Linked DNA regions of Anas platyrhynchos: region 1 is linked to region 2. A link is a contact called in public Hi-C data. All regions are on one chromosome and are shown on one strand. Each heading gives the region's core, a stretch centred on a gene start, on an enhancer-like site or on the middle of the called end of the contact. The rest is flanking DNA. Distances are from core to core; before and after follow the strand shown. Region 1 overlaps SHROOM1 (shroom family member 1). Region 2 holds the start of ZCCHC10 (zinc finger CCHC-type containing 10).

The links. A called contact is a pair of places that touch in the nucleus more often than the background predicts.
Region 1: a contact with region 2 is called in a Hi-C map of skeletal muscle, with 3 times the contacts expected there. The contact joins the enhancer-like site here to the promoter of ZCCHC10 in region 2. A contact is called at or near these places in 3 of 8 Hi-C or Micro-C datasets (liver, skeletal muscle and subcutaneous adipose tissue).

Annotation. Positions count from the first base shown.
Region 1 is chr14:1,572,501-1,579,383 of IASCAAS_PekinDuck_T2T, forward strand. It overlaps SHROOM1 (shroom family member 1), which reads left to right. Exons shown (of 7, transcript XM_027468671.3): 2 at 1-1,745; 3 at 2,765-2,844; 4 at 3,138-3,728; 5 at 4,705-4,855; 6 at 5,963-6,235. Among named protein-coding and RNA genes, the nearest start is that of SOWAHA, 14 kb to the right of the region's middle. Within about 2 kb of position 2,706, at least 5 of the 8 cell types and tissues checked have an H3K27ac peak or open chromatin away from gene starts, as enhancers often do.
Region 2 is chr14:1,474,117-1,481,076 of IASCAAS_PekinDuck_T2T, forward strand. It overlaps ZCCHC10 (zinc finger CCHC-type containing 10), which reads left to right and starts at 2,386. Exons shown (of 4, transcript XM_027468140.2): 1 at 2,386-2,543; 2 at 5,042-5,203. The coding sequence starts at 2,503.

The DNA of each region.
Region 1 (6,883 bases), core at 1,456-3,955, 99 kb after region 2:
ACAAACAGCATCCCTGCAGCGTGCGCAGGCCAGCTTTCAGAGAAACAGATCCGCGAGGCGTGGTGCCAGAGCCCAGCCGGTGGAAAGGGTCCTTGCTCTGCGCCCAGTGCCCGCTCCGTGCCGAGCTGGACTGGGATGTGTTTGAGGACATTTGTGACTTACAATATATGGAGCATGCTCCTCTAACTAAAAATGCATCCGGGAAGCTGGGCAGTTGTAGAGATGGAAAGCAGTGCTCTAACTCCAAAGGAGAGCTCGGGAGTGGTGCTGGGGAACCGCTCCTGAGTCCCCAAGCCAAAACACAGAAAGCGTCGGTGTCCTGCAGCTCCCGTGCTGACCACACAGATGATGCCGACCACACAGCTTTGCTCAGACCAAAGGAGGATTCCGCATCACAACTTCTAAATGAAGTCAGGAAAGAAAAACAAGCCAGTAACAGTGATCCTGAGCTTAGCATGCATCTGGAGCAAGAGGAGGCTCCTGCTCCCTATCAGAAATACCAACCTGGACTTCAAAAACAGCTCTCGAGAGAGCTGCGGGACGATCTTGCTGGTGAACAAATAAGCAGGCAGACGACTCCCATGCTTTACTACCTTGCTGGGGGAAAAGCCACCAACATCCTGCACCACCACAAGCTCGCCCAGTGTCAAGAGGGCTCAAGGAGCTCGCCAGAGGAATTTCCAACAAGCAGCCAGGCTCCCTCGGTGAGGAGTGGAGAGATACGGAGGGAAAGCAGCCAGCTCCAGCCAGCCAGCCTGCACCACCGGTGTGCTGATGACGGTCTGAATGAGGCTGAAGATCTCGTTCTCGGGAGTCCTGCTTCATCCATGGATGAGAGTTTCAAGAATGACTACAGAGAGAAACTTAAAGTGGCCCAGAAAAAGGTTCTGAGAGAAACCTCCTTTAAAAGAAAAGACTTGCAGATGAGTTTGCCTGTTAGGCTGAGACAGAAGCCGTCCAAGAGGCCTTCAATCGAACACCTGAGATCTTTCTCATTATCCGGGGCAAATGAGGAAGCCAAACTCGCTCCTTGTTCCCCTCCTCCTCTGGAACCCTTAGAAAGGTTCAACAGAGATAGAGAAATAGAGAGGCCACAAAGGGGTCAAACAGGGGGAAGGAAAAGGGAAACAAAAGAGGAAAAGAAACTCTGTTATTCTGAGCCCGAGAAACTCGATCAGCTCGCAGACAAGGAAGCCCCGTGGAACCAGGCCAGGGGTGAAAGGACTGAGCCGGGAACAGAGGCAGCCAGGAGAAAGACCCTGGAAAACAGAGGGAGGGCACTGTCCAGCTCCAGCATCTCCCGGACAGAGCTGAAACAAATCCAGCACACGGCGCTGGTTGAATACATGGAACGAAAGATTAGCCAAAGACCAGGAGGCACGCAGCACGTCCCGCTGCATAAACCACCCCTGCAGAAGAGGCCCTCGCTTCCCAAGTGGCCTCCTTCCAACCCCAACGGGAGCAGGAAGATGCAAAGCGATGAGGTTTTCTGCCAAGCTTCCTCTGAAGAACCACCACCAGATGTTTTCTCTCCTTCGGCACTCGTCCTCCCCCCGAGTGTGGCCGGCAGATGTGGCCCCAGCTCTGCCACTGCTGGATCGGTGCCCTCGGAGCCCAGCCCATGTCCTGCAGCCGTGGGGAGCCGTGGCTCTGAGCAGACACCAGCCGAAAGCCTCCCCGGGGCTGGAGCTCCTGCTGCTGCCCCGGCTGCTGAGAGACCCGAGTCAACGCCTCCTGCTGCACAGGTGAGAGGGGCTGGGGCAGGGGCTGCTCTGAGAGAGAGCACAGCGGCTGTAAAACCACTGAGCAAGCAGGAATGGGGATGAAGGCTTGGTATTTAACACGTGGTAGGGAGATGAAAGGAGTCGTGGCAAGGCACGCTTGCTCAGTCTGTAGGAAATGCAGGGTAGTGGTTGGAAAGCAGAGCGAATGCTCCGTTTTTGCAGCGTGCCAGAGAATTAATTAGGGGAGATTTTAAAGAAGTGCTCCCAATTTTGACGCATTCGTGATGAATGATAACAATTTGTTATTCTCCAAAGCATTATGTAAGGAAGCATTACCAGCAGCAGACAAACAACGCGTTCCTCAGTGTGAGGAGCTGCAGCCATTGCGTAAGGGTGGAACTGCAACGGCCGACTGAGCAGTGACTGAGCAGTGACTGAGCAGCGTGCTCGGCGCTCGTTATCCTGCAACAAGTGGGCAGTTTTACAAAGCGGTAGGGGGAAGGCTTCTAGCTAAAAATTACCCTTTGGGAAGTTCCTGAAGTGACTGGAAATCAGAGACCTGCCCGTTGCGTTGCTTCTGCTGTGCTCTGCAATCACAGCCTGGGAACTCAGGAACCTTTTTGGCTTCTGAATATGAAGGACAGTGGCTGCCAATGTTGTTGCAAAAGGGGAAAAAATAAAAATAATAAAATAGAAAAGAAATACTCTATTATATTACAAAAATTATCCAACTGAAGAGACTCCCAAAAACACTGGCCACTTTCTGAGTTGTGGGGGTCGGTGGGAGCAGAGCCTGTGCTTTGTTGCTAGCCCTCACTTGGTTTTCTAGGAAAAACAGGTGGATGCTACCTAGAAAGAGTCAAATGGCATCTGCAGTAATAAAAAGAGGTGGAGAAACTTAAAACACCAAACAAACAAAAAACCAACAAACATCAGCTTGCTAAACCCACTCAGGTTTATGCCCCCAGACAAGGGCGTGAAGCCGAGGCAGTGGCACGGTGCGAGCCTGCCGCCTGTACCGGTGCCGTTCTCGTTTCCAGGACGCGGACAGAGGTGCCAGCAGTGCCAGCGGGGCCGTGTCACCACCTCAGCCTCGTGAGAGCTGCCTCGGCATCCCCAGGTAAGGCTCCAAGGGGTACGGGGGCTGCCCCTTTGGTTTCTGCCGTGGGCACCGGTGCGCACCGCGCCGTGCGCCCGGGGAGCTCCTGCGGACACCGGGAGCGCAGCTCCCCCCTGCGACCTCCGGCAAAAACAGCAGCTGGGAGGGCTCGGGGAGGTCCAGCCTTGAGGCTTTAATAAACAGAGGAAGCTGGAAAGATGACGGCAATTGCTTATAGCTGCTTAAACAGCCTGCAAAAGCATCTGTTGCAGAGGAAGTGTCTCAAATATAAAGGAACTTCTTTGCTCTTACAGCTTCCACGATCCTGTGGGAGGTGGGTGCCAGAATCACGAACAAGACAATGATATAAGTGGACACTCTCGTCAGGACGCCGAGGAACTAGCTCCTGAAACCTCTATTGCCAGCCCGAGAAGCAGCAGCAAGGAAGATGCCCAAGTGGAGAAGGAATGCCGAGCCGGATCTCCGACTGGCAGTGCTTTAACGGAGCGCCCAGAGCAGCAGCTAAAGGCAAGCGATGCTGCAGTGCCTCAGGAGAAAGGAACGTGCTGCCACACGGTGCTGGCTCAGTCTGACCAAGGAGACAAAAATGAACCCAGAGGTTTATTTGCAAAGGAAGCAGCTGTGCTCGACAGCCCAGAGGATGTTCTGCAGGAGAGAGAGACAAATCCGTCCAAAAGGAGACTGGGGTCTGCTGAGGACCAGCGATACCAAGAACTTGCGATGGAGATTGTTGCCAAAGACAGTTCTCTGGTTGATATTCTCATGCCTTATCCAGTGAGAAAAACTGCTCTGGACCTGATGGAGGGTCTTTTTCCTGCTGACATTTCCATGCTGGATAGATCACACAGAAGAAAGGCAGATGGGCAGCAAGCACAGGGGAACGAGTAAGTAGACTAAAACAATTAACCAGTATTTTAAGGTCTTACGATGCATGAATATTAAGTATATACTAGTGCTAAGAAGACTTAGGGATTTTTTACGCTTGTTTTGTTACTGAAATATTTTAGTTTTCTGATTTACATGTCAAGAAAGGAGAAAGAGGCTATGAGTGTGTAATGGGAGAAACCTGGAGTAAACTACACCATGCCAGCGGCATGCAAACAAACAAGCTGCGTGCATGGAAAGCAGGAGAAATAAGCAGGCTGTGCATTAGTAGGTGGGCATTTGTGGTATGAGAAATTTAACCCAATTCTGCCAGGGTAATTTGCTGCTGTTCAGCCAGGCCGTGTGGTTCCCACACCACGCCATTCACAGATTTTGCAGATCCAGGTGTGCAGCAGATTCATCCACTCCTGAGCCTGTTGAAGTGGGAGCTGGGGCTGCATGTAAGGCCAGGAGCTGGCCCGGAGGTCCCTGCTGCTGAAGGTGGCAGGAGACAAAGTCCCTGCTGTGAGATGAGAGAAGGGTGATTTGGAAGTAGAAATGCATAAAACCAAGGACATAACCAGAGAATGGTAGAGGCTGGAAACGATCTCCAAGATCGTCTGGTCCAACCTTCAGCCTAGCGCTGCCAAGTCCCCATTAAACCACTCACAAAGCACTGCATCCACACATTTCCTGAACATCTCTAAGGATGGTGAATCCGCAGCTTCCCTGGGCAGTTTGTTCCAGTGTTTCACAACTTTTTCAGTGATTATATTTCTCCTAATATCCAACCTAAAGCTCCCCTGGTGCAACCTAAGGCCATTTCCTCTGGTGCAATAGGGTCTCCCCTGAGCCTCCTTTTCTCCAGGCTAAACAACCCCCGCTCCCCCAGCGCCCCTCAGACCCTTCACCAGCCTCATTGCCCTTCTTTGGACACAACGTTCATGAACAGAACTCTAAGTGTTTGTCACAGGTGTTTGTTTTCTGTACAAATAGCAGGAAAAGCAATGGAGATGCACCAGAAGAATGTTCTGAACCTGAACTCAATGCCAAGCAAAGGAGCGACAGCCCCATTTGTAAGGGAAACCAGACCCCGAACCCAAGCGGAGGTGACACAAAGGACCTGGATGACATCACGTGTAAGAAAGTAGGTGGCTGGCCTGCAAAGGAAGCGTTGTTTCTTCACCACCACGACGTTATTCACGTCACATTCATGTACTGTGGGTGCTCCTATTCATGATGTGTATCGCAGTAACAATGTTTCACACACAACTTTGAATCATTTTTAGTGTTTTTTTTTCAGTAGTAAATTTCCTAGTGAACTGGCAAATTGGTCGCAAGCAGTGGTGTTCAAATTCTGCCTGGCTTTACTCAGACCTCTCCTTCCACACACTCACCTTCAGCAGGTTGTTGGGGGTGGCTCTGCAATGAGCCCACAGGTTGGTTATCCCATTCCTCGCACAGCCAGCTCCTGTGCAGCAGCTGGCTCAAATCTGGATTCAGTAGCTGTAAAATTCATTACAGCTGGCAGCGTAAATAAGAGGTAAATATACCTCGGAAGGGTAACGTGTAGCTCTGAAGAATTAAATTATTTTTTCCCTGTAGAAACTCGGCTATAACCTCTCTCAGGTAATTATAGCCTGCCTTCCTGAAGTTCCTCCTGCTGTGCATGTGGTGATATTTTTCGTTGCCCGCTGTTTAACTGCTGCTGCTCTTTATGGTGACGTTGGTTGATTTCCAAAAAAAGCTGATATCACTCTCCCACTCTGCTCTCAGGGCCTCTTCCCACAGTAACACCGCTGTATTACACAGCCTTCCCCGCTTGCTTTGCTACTAGGCACTTTGCTCACTGGCATCCACTGAAAAAATCACTTTTTCTGTGCATATTATAAACGAAATTCCAGTCAGTTCTTGTGTGGTAAGAGAGCTGTGGCTTCACGGTCATGTCTTAGACAAAGCCGTGTGTATACATGTTGTAATCTTTGTTGTAGTTTATTTCTGACTCTGGTAGGAAGCTCTCAGAGCTAGGCATTATATCAGCAGTTAAGGCGATTACCAGTAATTTGCTTTTCAGAGTTTGAGAATTAAGTATACCTAGCATGATCTTTCTTTTTTTTTTTGTTTTCCAGAGCTTGAAATTATTTTAAGTCTTAAATTCGCCGAAGATGACATGAGAAAAATCCCTTCTTTATAAGCGACACGACTTCCCTTCGGCAATAAGCCTCTTGTGATTTTTTTTTTTCTCCTTTTGCAGCTGGAACTCGTCTCCAGCCTGCGCTCCAAGCTGCAGGCGCTGTGGGAGGACAGGGAGCTGGTCCTCTCGGAAGCCAGCGAGTGCACCGCGCGTGGCAAGGAGCTGGAGGCCACGGTGCACGACGTCTGCAAGCCCAATGAGTTCGAGCGCTACCTGATGTTCATCGGGGACCTGGAGAAGGTGGTGAGCCTGCTGCTCTGCCTGTCCAGCCGCCTCGCCCGCGTCCAGAACGCCATGAGGAAGATCGACGGCAATACAGATGCCGAGGAGAAGGTGGGTGATGAGAGCACAGGGTGTTTAATTTGTCCAGTCTGTGTTTTTCAGGGTGGGGCTGTGCTCTCACAGCTCTGAACAGGTGGGATTGTACCTGACCTGAGCCAGCCAGCTGCTGCTCAGACAGCGTTTGGTACCAGGCAGAGAGGGACTGGGTCTTTTGGTGCCGTTTTGGACAGTTTGGTGCCGGAGAGCCCTCGTGCATGGCCAGCAGCACCTCTGCTCTCGCAGCAGGGTGGTGGCATGGCAGGAGCAGCAGGACCTGGGGCTGAGCTTTTGAACCCGTGACTGCTCCCTCCGGAGCAGCCCACAACCTGTGCTTCAGAGGTGGTTGATTTCCCATTGGTAACTGCAGCGTGGTAATTACTGCTGTCAAACCTTATTTCACTGAAAGGGCACGTCTGAGCTGTAGGGAGCAGGAGGAAGATGTGGTCGTAACTTCAGATAAAATTTCCTGCAGTTTAACTCAACTGGCCATTTTTGCTGGAAAATTAGAAATTGTCTCATTCCACTAGGAAATCTTTACAAGTCTGAAATATGTTTTTTTTTTCTAGCTGAGTTTATCCTAGGAATCCTGAGTTTCAAGCTGAGTTTATCCTAGGAGTGGTGGTTTCCTGCTGTCCTCACTGCTTTCAGACATGCTTTTAT
Region 2 (6,960 bases), core at 1,136-3,635:
CTGTTGTTGTCCAGCAGTAGCACTACTGAGCTGCTCGTCGTTTTGGAAGGCTGATCAGTTTTGTGTGAGTGGCACTCGTAGCAGCAGTCTTGGCAAGGGAGGTTTAACTGTTTATTCGTTGACTCAGCCCTTCCTGAGAAAGCTCTGGCTCCATTCTTCCTGTTGCACATACAAACCCTTAACAAATATTGTGACACTTTGCTTTCAAGAGCAATGCGCAGGCATAGAAAAGTGCAGGGAGGTGGAAGCACAGTGGGAGCTGCATGACAAGGTAGCTCAAGGTCTGTGCCACCGAAGCTTTAGCATCTTCCATTTTTTTCTCCTGCGTTGTCTGCATACCCCCCCCCCTTTCCTGTCTAGAGAGGGGCACATTTTGGAAAGCAATTGCCCTGCCCAGCATGTTTAGAAATAGGTTAATGATACTGCGACTTTAAATAGCAGCCTGGTGTGCAAGAGCAGGATTTATGGTCCCAGTCAGCTCATTGAGCAGCAGCAGCCCGGATCCGTCCGCCCTTGGCAGGGAGCTGAGTGCCACGCCGTGACTCTGCACATTTGGTCCGTGGAGTCGCATCCCACCCTGAGGGGTGCCACAGTGAGTTACCGAATGCAAGGACTGGCTGTGAGACGCTCCCCCGAGGAGGCTGCAGGCTGTAGGAACCCGCGGAGTCTGAAGTTACAAGCACTCTTTCAAACTTCTCAGGTAGCAGGATTTTTAGTGGGTTGCTCCAGTACCAGGTGTGTCGTTGAGGTCTCTGTGTAAGGAGCAGCCCACACGCTCCATGAGTGTTCTGGCACATGGCAGCACAAACCTGGCTGTGCTGGCACATTGAGGGAACGGTGGTTCTGCTGTCACAGCTGCCAGGAGCACCAAATGTGGTTGGGCAGAGTACAGACACTGCTATCAGTGTGTAATTCACTCCAAGACTTGAAGTGATTCTGAGGTAAAAAGGGATCAGGGATTTATTTTAAGCATGGATTATTATAAATAGATCAATCCTAAAGCAGGAAATGCTTCTGTCTGACTTTCTCCATTCAAGTCAGATGCCAGCCATCAAGATTCAGATATTGAGGCCAGACTCTGGTGCGTTTATAACATACCAGGCATCACACAGCACAACGTAGCTATGGTGCCAGATGTAATTATTCACAGATTACCACAGAGCATCAGCCAAAACAGGACAATTATCAGATACCACAAGAAATGCCAGATGGAGAGGAAAACAAGCTGCATACAGGAACAGCCACTAGCCTTAGACATTAAAATTTCAGAGTTTGGAGACAGGAGCTACCGTGATTCAATTCGCCACACAGTAATTAATCCTGATGAGTTGGAGCTGCTTATGTCTAAGAATTCCTCAGTATCGTACCTTCCCCATGTGACAGTTAATGGGTGCCATTGTCCCCAGCAGATGTGACCTGCTCTGACATGTTTCATGTGTGACACAGCAGGAAGTTCTGGCTCTCGTATTTCCAGGCTGTGATACTAGAATCATAAAATCATTCAGGCTGGAAAAGACCTTTGGGATCATCAAGTCCAACCAGCACAAGGTACATTAGAGGCAGAACACCTCAGGACGTGGGGTGATCATCACCTGAAAGGATCAGATTTGTATTGCTGCATTATGCGTGCCGTATGTTCTATTCTTTCGCATCTGTGTTTCCACCTTGTACCTTGTCTTGAGGGAAGTGTAAGCCTCTCTGGCCAAGGTCTGTCTTTTCTTCCACTTCTACGTTTCCTAACACAGTAAGGCCCTGATCCAACTGGCACTGCTGGATGCTAGGAATTTAAGGAAATACAATATATTTTGTTGTTTTATATAATAAATGAATACTGTGCACTACCAAGAAGCCACATAGCTGTTACTACACTGCTATGGACCCACATTAAGGAGTATGTTTCCTTGAGGATTTTTGTAGCGAGATCGACGTTAGTGTTTTAATACCGATCCCTTGAGGTTACAACGAGTTTTGATAAAGCAAACGTTAGGAAGCCCCACTCCTGGCTGCCCTGAATTCAGGATGGGGGCTGTGCTGCCTGTGCCAGCTGGCAGCGAGGCACAGGGGGCTGCGTGCCAGGAGCGTGCCCTCAGAGCACTGCCACCACAGCTTCGTCTTCTGTCCCTTGACCTCTCCTCCCGTGCCATGAGCCGTAAGGAGGTGATGCAGGAGCCCAAAATACCAGCTGCTGCTGGCACAGGGCTCAGTGGGGTGGGGGCAAGGCTTCGCCTGGTGGTTCCTGGAGGTGCCTGAGGTGTTCATTCCCTCACTGTTAGGTATGGATGGAGAACAGAGGGGCAGCGCGGGCACGGGGACAACTTGTCAGCGCCAGCCCCTGAGAAGGGGCTTATACGTGACTATATTTGATGCTGATGCTGTGCGTTACGAGGCGATAATGGGCTAAATCCCCCCTTTTCTGCCATTTAGCCCCGCGCTGAGGGCGGCTCTGCCTTCGCCTCAGGCCCGCCTCGCGTCCCGGCATGCAGCGCGGCCCCGCCCGCCGCCATGGCGACTCCCATGCACCGCCTCATCGCCCGCCGCCAGGCGTGAGTGCGCCGGGACCAAGGGGGGTGTGTGGGGGGGGAGCACAACGGGGGGGGGTCCGCGGCCGCTCCTCGGGCAGCGGGGCCCCGGCGGCCCGGGCACGGCCCCGCAGCCCTCAGGAGAGCGCCCCGCAAGGCGGCCGGGCTGGGCCGGGGGGAGGCGGCGCGGTTCTAAAAGTGGCATTTTGGGGTTGGAAAAGTGGCATTTTGGGGTTATAAAAGCGGCGTTTGTGTGCTCCCGGCGTGGGTTTAGGGGCTGGTAAAGGGGTGTGTGGGGGGAAGCAGCGGCTGTGCTCAGAGCTGAGGGGTCTGATTGCCCAGCAGCGAAATGAGGAGAAGGCAGCGCTTTGGTGCTGTGAAGTGCAGTAAATGCCCCCCTCGGCACTCCTCTGGGGGTTTGCTTCTTCACCTCCCCCCTTAGAACAATTCCTGGTTGCTTTTTTAAGAGTGTTCTTTTTTTTTTCTGTCTGCTCACAGCTGTTGGTTAACATATGGATGGCCTCTGCGTCCTCATTCCTCTGTTGTTGTTTACTGTAGTTCAGTTCTTCCTCATTTTCCAGTAGAAAATAACTTGGAATTTCAAAGCACTTCTGGAATTCTGGCTCTTTAGGTTGCTATTCTGTATAGGTTAAGGAACGATTTCCTACGTTCTTGTTGTGTCTTCAGGTGCTTGATGGCTGTTTGCTGTATTGCACATTGGCTAACCTCTGCGTTTAGGTCGTAGCCGCTGACCTGTATTAAAAGTTTACCTTCACCTCATGCTTCTCATTCATGTTAAAACTTGTTAGTGTTGATATGATATTTATAGGTCTGGTTGCTGAGCTATTTTGATCTGTTTTCCTGGTTGTTGCTTTTAGGGCTTGATTTTTATCGTCCTACCTTGCATAAAGTTGTGTGCCCCAGTCATGTGAGCAGTCCCAGAGCCCTGGAAATGCTGAATTTTGTTGTTGTTGCTTTGAGCTGCCCTCCTCCTGTGGAGAGAGCTCTGGGCTGGTTTGTGGTACAAAAAAAGCAAAGTGAATGTTTTTCTATGTTGACTAAGCAGAGATAGCATCCTTGTTTTGCTTACATGCAACTCTTGTGGTAGAGCCAGGAGACCAGGGCAAGACAAAGCAAACTGTTCAGAGGACCTTGATTTGATTTGTTTTGTTTTGTTGGTGCTCCTTACCAGAGCTCCTGCTTCCTGCTGAAGTTTGAGTTAACTGCACCGTGTAGGTAGCAAGGTTAGTCATACAGTGCTCATTTACATCAACGTTTCTGAAGGTAAATCATGAAGCCAAATAAACTTTGCATTGAGACAGTGATGAATGTTCAAAACAAGATTATCTTTGAGATGCAGCAGAACTGTCGGAAAAAGTGATAGCTAGATGCAAAGGAGAAACGATTGCTATGTTGTTTTGAAAAGGAACACTCCTTTCTGAGAGCAGGGTGTTCACTGCTGGTCTGTCACCTCATGCTCTCTAAATACTAAGTGAACAGTAGAGGATCCTCCTCCTAGCTGAGACAAGCTGTTAATTTTGGTTGATTAAGATGTGCTGGCTGTCAAAAATGAGTGTCTTCATGTTGAAAAAACAACGCAAGGTGGAAATAAGTCACAGCAGTTTTCAGTGAGCTGCATGAGAGCTACAAAGTCCTGGCTCTGAAACTAATCTGTGATATGGCCTTGAGTGGGTCGCTTGGCTGCTGTATGAGTTTCCTTCTTTGTAAAGGAGGAGCACATCTGTGAGAAGATAAGCAAACAGATTTTTTTTAAAACTTTAGAAATGTGGATTAAGTGCTAGAATATGAAAATGTGAGTTTTTCTCACTTAACTTGCTCCTAAAAATGATCGAAGAATTTGATCACTGAAGACTGAAATGCAGACGTAAAATGCTCTTTTTTGCTAATTGTATTTGAGTGGCAGAGAGCAGTAAGTAAACAAGAACGTGTTCTTGCAATAAATCTTCTGACAGGCTTTAATAAATCTTAGCGAGATTCAAGTAAGTTACCAATAGGAGCAGCTCTGTTTTACTTGCTCAGAATCCCAGGCTCTTTGTGTTAATTTGGAAGCGTTCTGCAGTTGAGGGTTATATACGAGGATATGGGAACAAAGATTACAAGCTAGGCTGGCAGGAGCACATACATGTAAAGTGAAATTCAGGTGCAGTTGCTCAGTGCGTTGACAGTTAATGTCAGTAGTTCAGCATTAGATACTGTAGCAGAAGAAGGCTTAAGCTGAAGCTCTGGAACAGAGGAAAATTGTTCTTTCTACTTTCATAAATCGTTGATATTAGGATATTTTGATAACTGAAGTGCGTGAGTTTGCCAAAATTCTATGTGTATGTTACTGTTCTTGTCCCGATTCAAGATGTGCAATAATTAAAGCACCCATGAACATCGCTCTGGTTTAAACATAACTGCGTGTATCGTTAAGAATTTGTGTGCTAAAGAAAATTTCTATTTTTTCAATAGGTAGAACAGAGTTGGAATCAGTCACTTAATGCAATTCTGCATTTTTACAGAGAGGCAAACAAGCAGCACGTCAGATGTCAGAAATGCTTGGAGTTTGGACATTGGACGTATGAATGTACAGGGAAGAGAAAATACCTGCATAGACCTTCGAGGACAGCTCAGTTAGCAAAAGTTCTGAAAGAAAAAGAGAAGCGACTGTTATTGCAACAAAGGTAAGATGGGCAGAATGAGAATGTCCGGTTTATTAATGAAAAGGTAATTTGCTGGGTGGGTGGGTGGGAAAAATGGTGGTCCAGACCTTTTTCTGTTGTCTTTTCTCCCAGGCTGTGAGGTGTCTGTTCAGTATCAGAACCATTGTGTATGTTAGGTGGTGTATGTACACTCGGATCCCACAAAATTAAAGCATTGTTCATTAACACCTGCTTGTTACTTTGGGTCAAAAAAGCTTTAAGTGCATCCGAAACAAACAATAAAGTATACTAAGCTAAGGGTAAAGTAGTCAGAGGCTCTCTGTAATAGAATACGGCTTCCTGAGCTCCTCAGTTGCTTGGTTCCTTGAGTTCAGGTGCGAGCAGGCTGAGGATTTGAAGACCCGCCTTCTGTCACTGTTTAGCTTGCTGGCATCAGTAGAGCCTGCTGCCTGCCAGTCTTAGAGGAGTTGAGAGGGAAGGAAAGGTGAGATGATGTTTATTCCTTATTAAAAACTGCTACAATCAACTAAAAGTAGAACTCCTGAGTTTTATTACGGTTCTGGAGGCAATGTGTGGTGCCACAGGGAGAACAACCAAGTGTAACAAAGCAGCTTTGTTTGATATGCTGACCGCTCTCAGCTCTGTGGCTTCATAAAGTGTCAAACTCATAGAATTATACATATGTTAAAACGCTAGAGGGAGGCACAGGCCGATGGGTGGCAGCCTGGGTTAGTCACCAGCCTCCCCATAGGTGCTTTGGGGTGTAGCTCTGTGTACGCACACTGGTACTCATCCCTGGTTACCTAGGTAAGGGCATATGGCCGTAACAACAGAAATATGAGCAGTGTTCAGCAGTACAGGAAGGATTATAGCTTGCTTCAAAGCTTAAGGGTCAGTGACTCTTCCTCATGTCGATGGGATTTTGTGAGGGGTGAGGAAAACTCTTCCATGTAGTAATTCTGATATTTTCATACAACTGGTATGAAAAAGAAAAACTTGCAAAATCCCATTTTGCCAGCATACAAATGACCTTGGGTACTTTTTTTGAACTATAGTTTACACTTAACTCCAGAAAATGGCAGAAATAGAAACCTGTTATCCGTATGTGCTGCTATCTAATTGCGAAGTGAAATGTATTTTAAACTTCTCTAATTCCATGGTTACTGTTATTTCTGTGTACGTAAGATGGTTTTCAGAAATAGTTTCAGTTGAGGAAAAAGTATCCTGGGTCATAAAAGAACAACTTCCTCACCTATCAGTGGCACGTTAAGCATGTAAGTAGATGATGAGGGATTACTTCAATCACAAATGTTCATTCCAGGTTGAATTATGTGCTGTTTTCCTACAATGGGGAAAAAGGGGATGAAAAGTGGATGTGACCGGTAAACATGACTGAAATATTTAAAAATTATTAAAAAATCCCAAACTGAGGACTAGTAAAAATTTCCTAAAGTGGTTTGTTAAATATCACAAAATAATGTTTCCTTTACTCCTAAAACATTCTGCATGTGTATGAATACATGGCGGTCTGAAAGACAAATAGCTGGAAAGCATCCATATGAATAGTTTTGTGTCTTTTGTACCTGAAAGAAATGCACGATGAAAGCTACAGACTAATCCGATCTTCTAATCCTTTGTTTCAATCGGTTCAGTTATTGCTAAATGCGGGTACACAGAACTTTTTCTGTATCTGTATCTCCTCCCCTCTGCTTCTGTCATCCCAAGATGTTGTCTGTATAATGCAAAGGAAAAAAGTAAAGGTGAGTGAAGCATTCTTA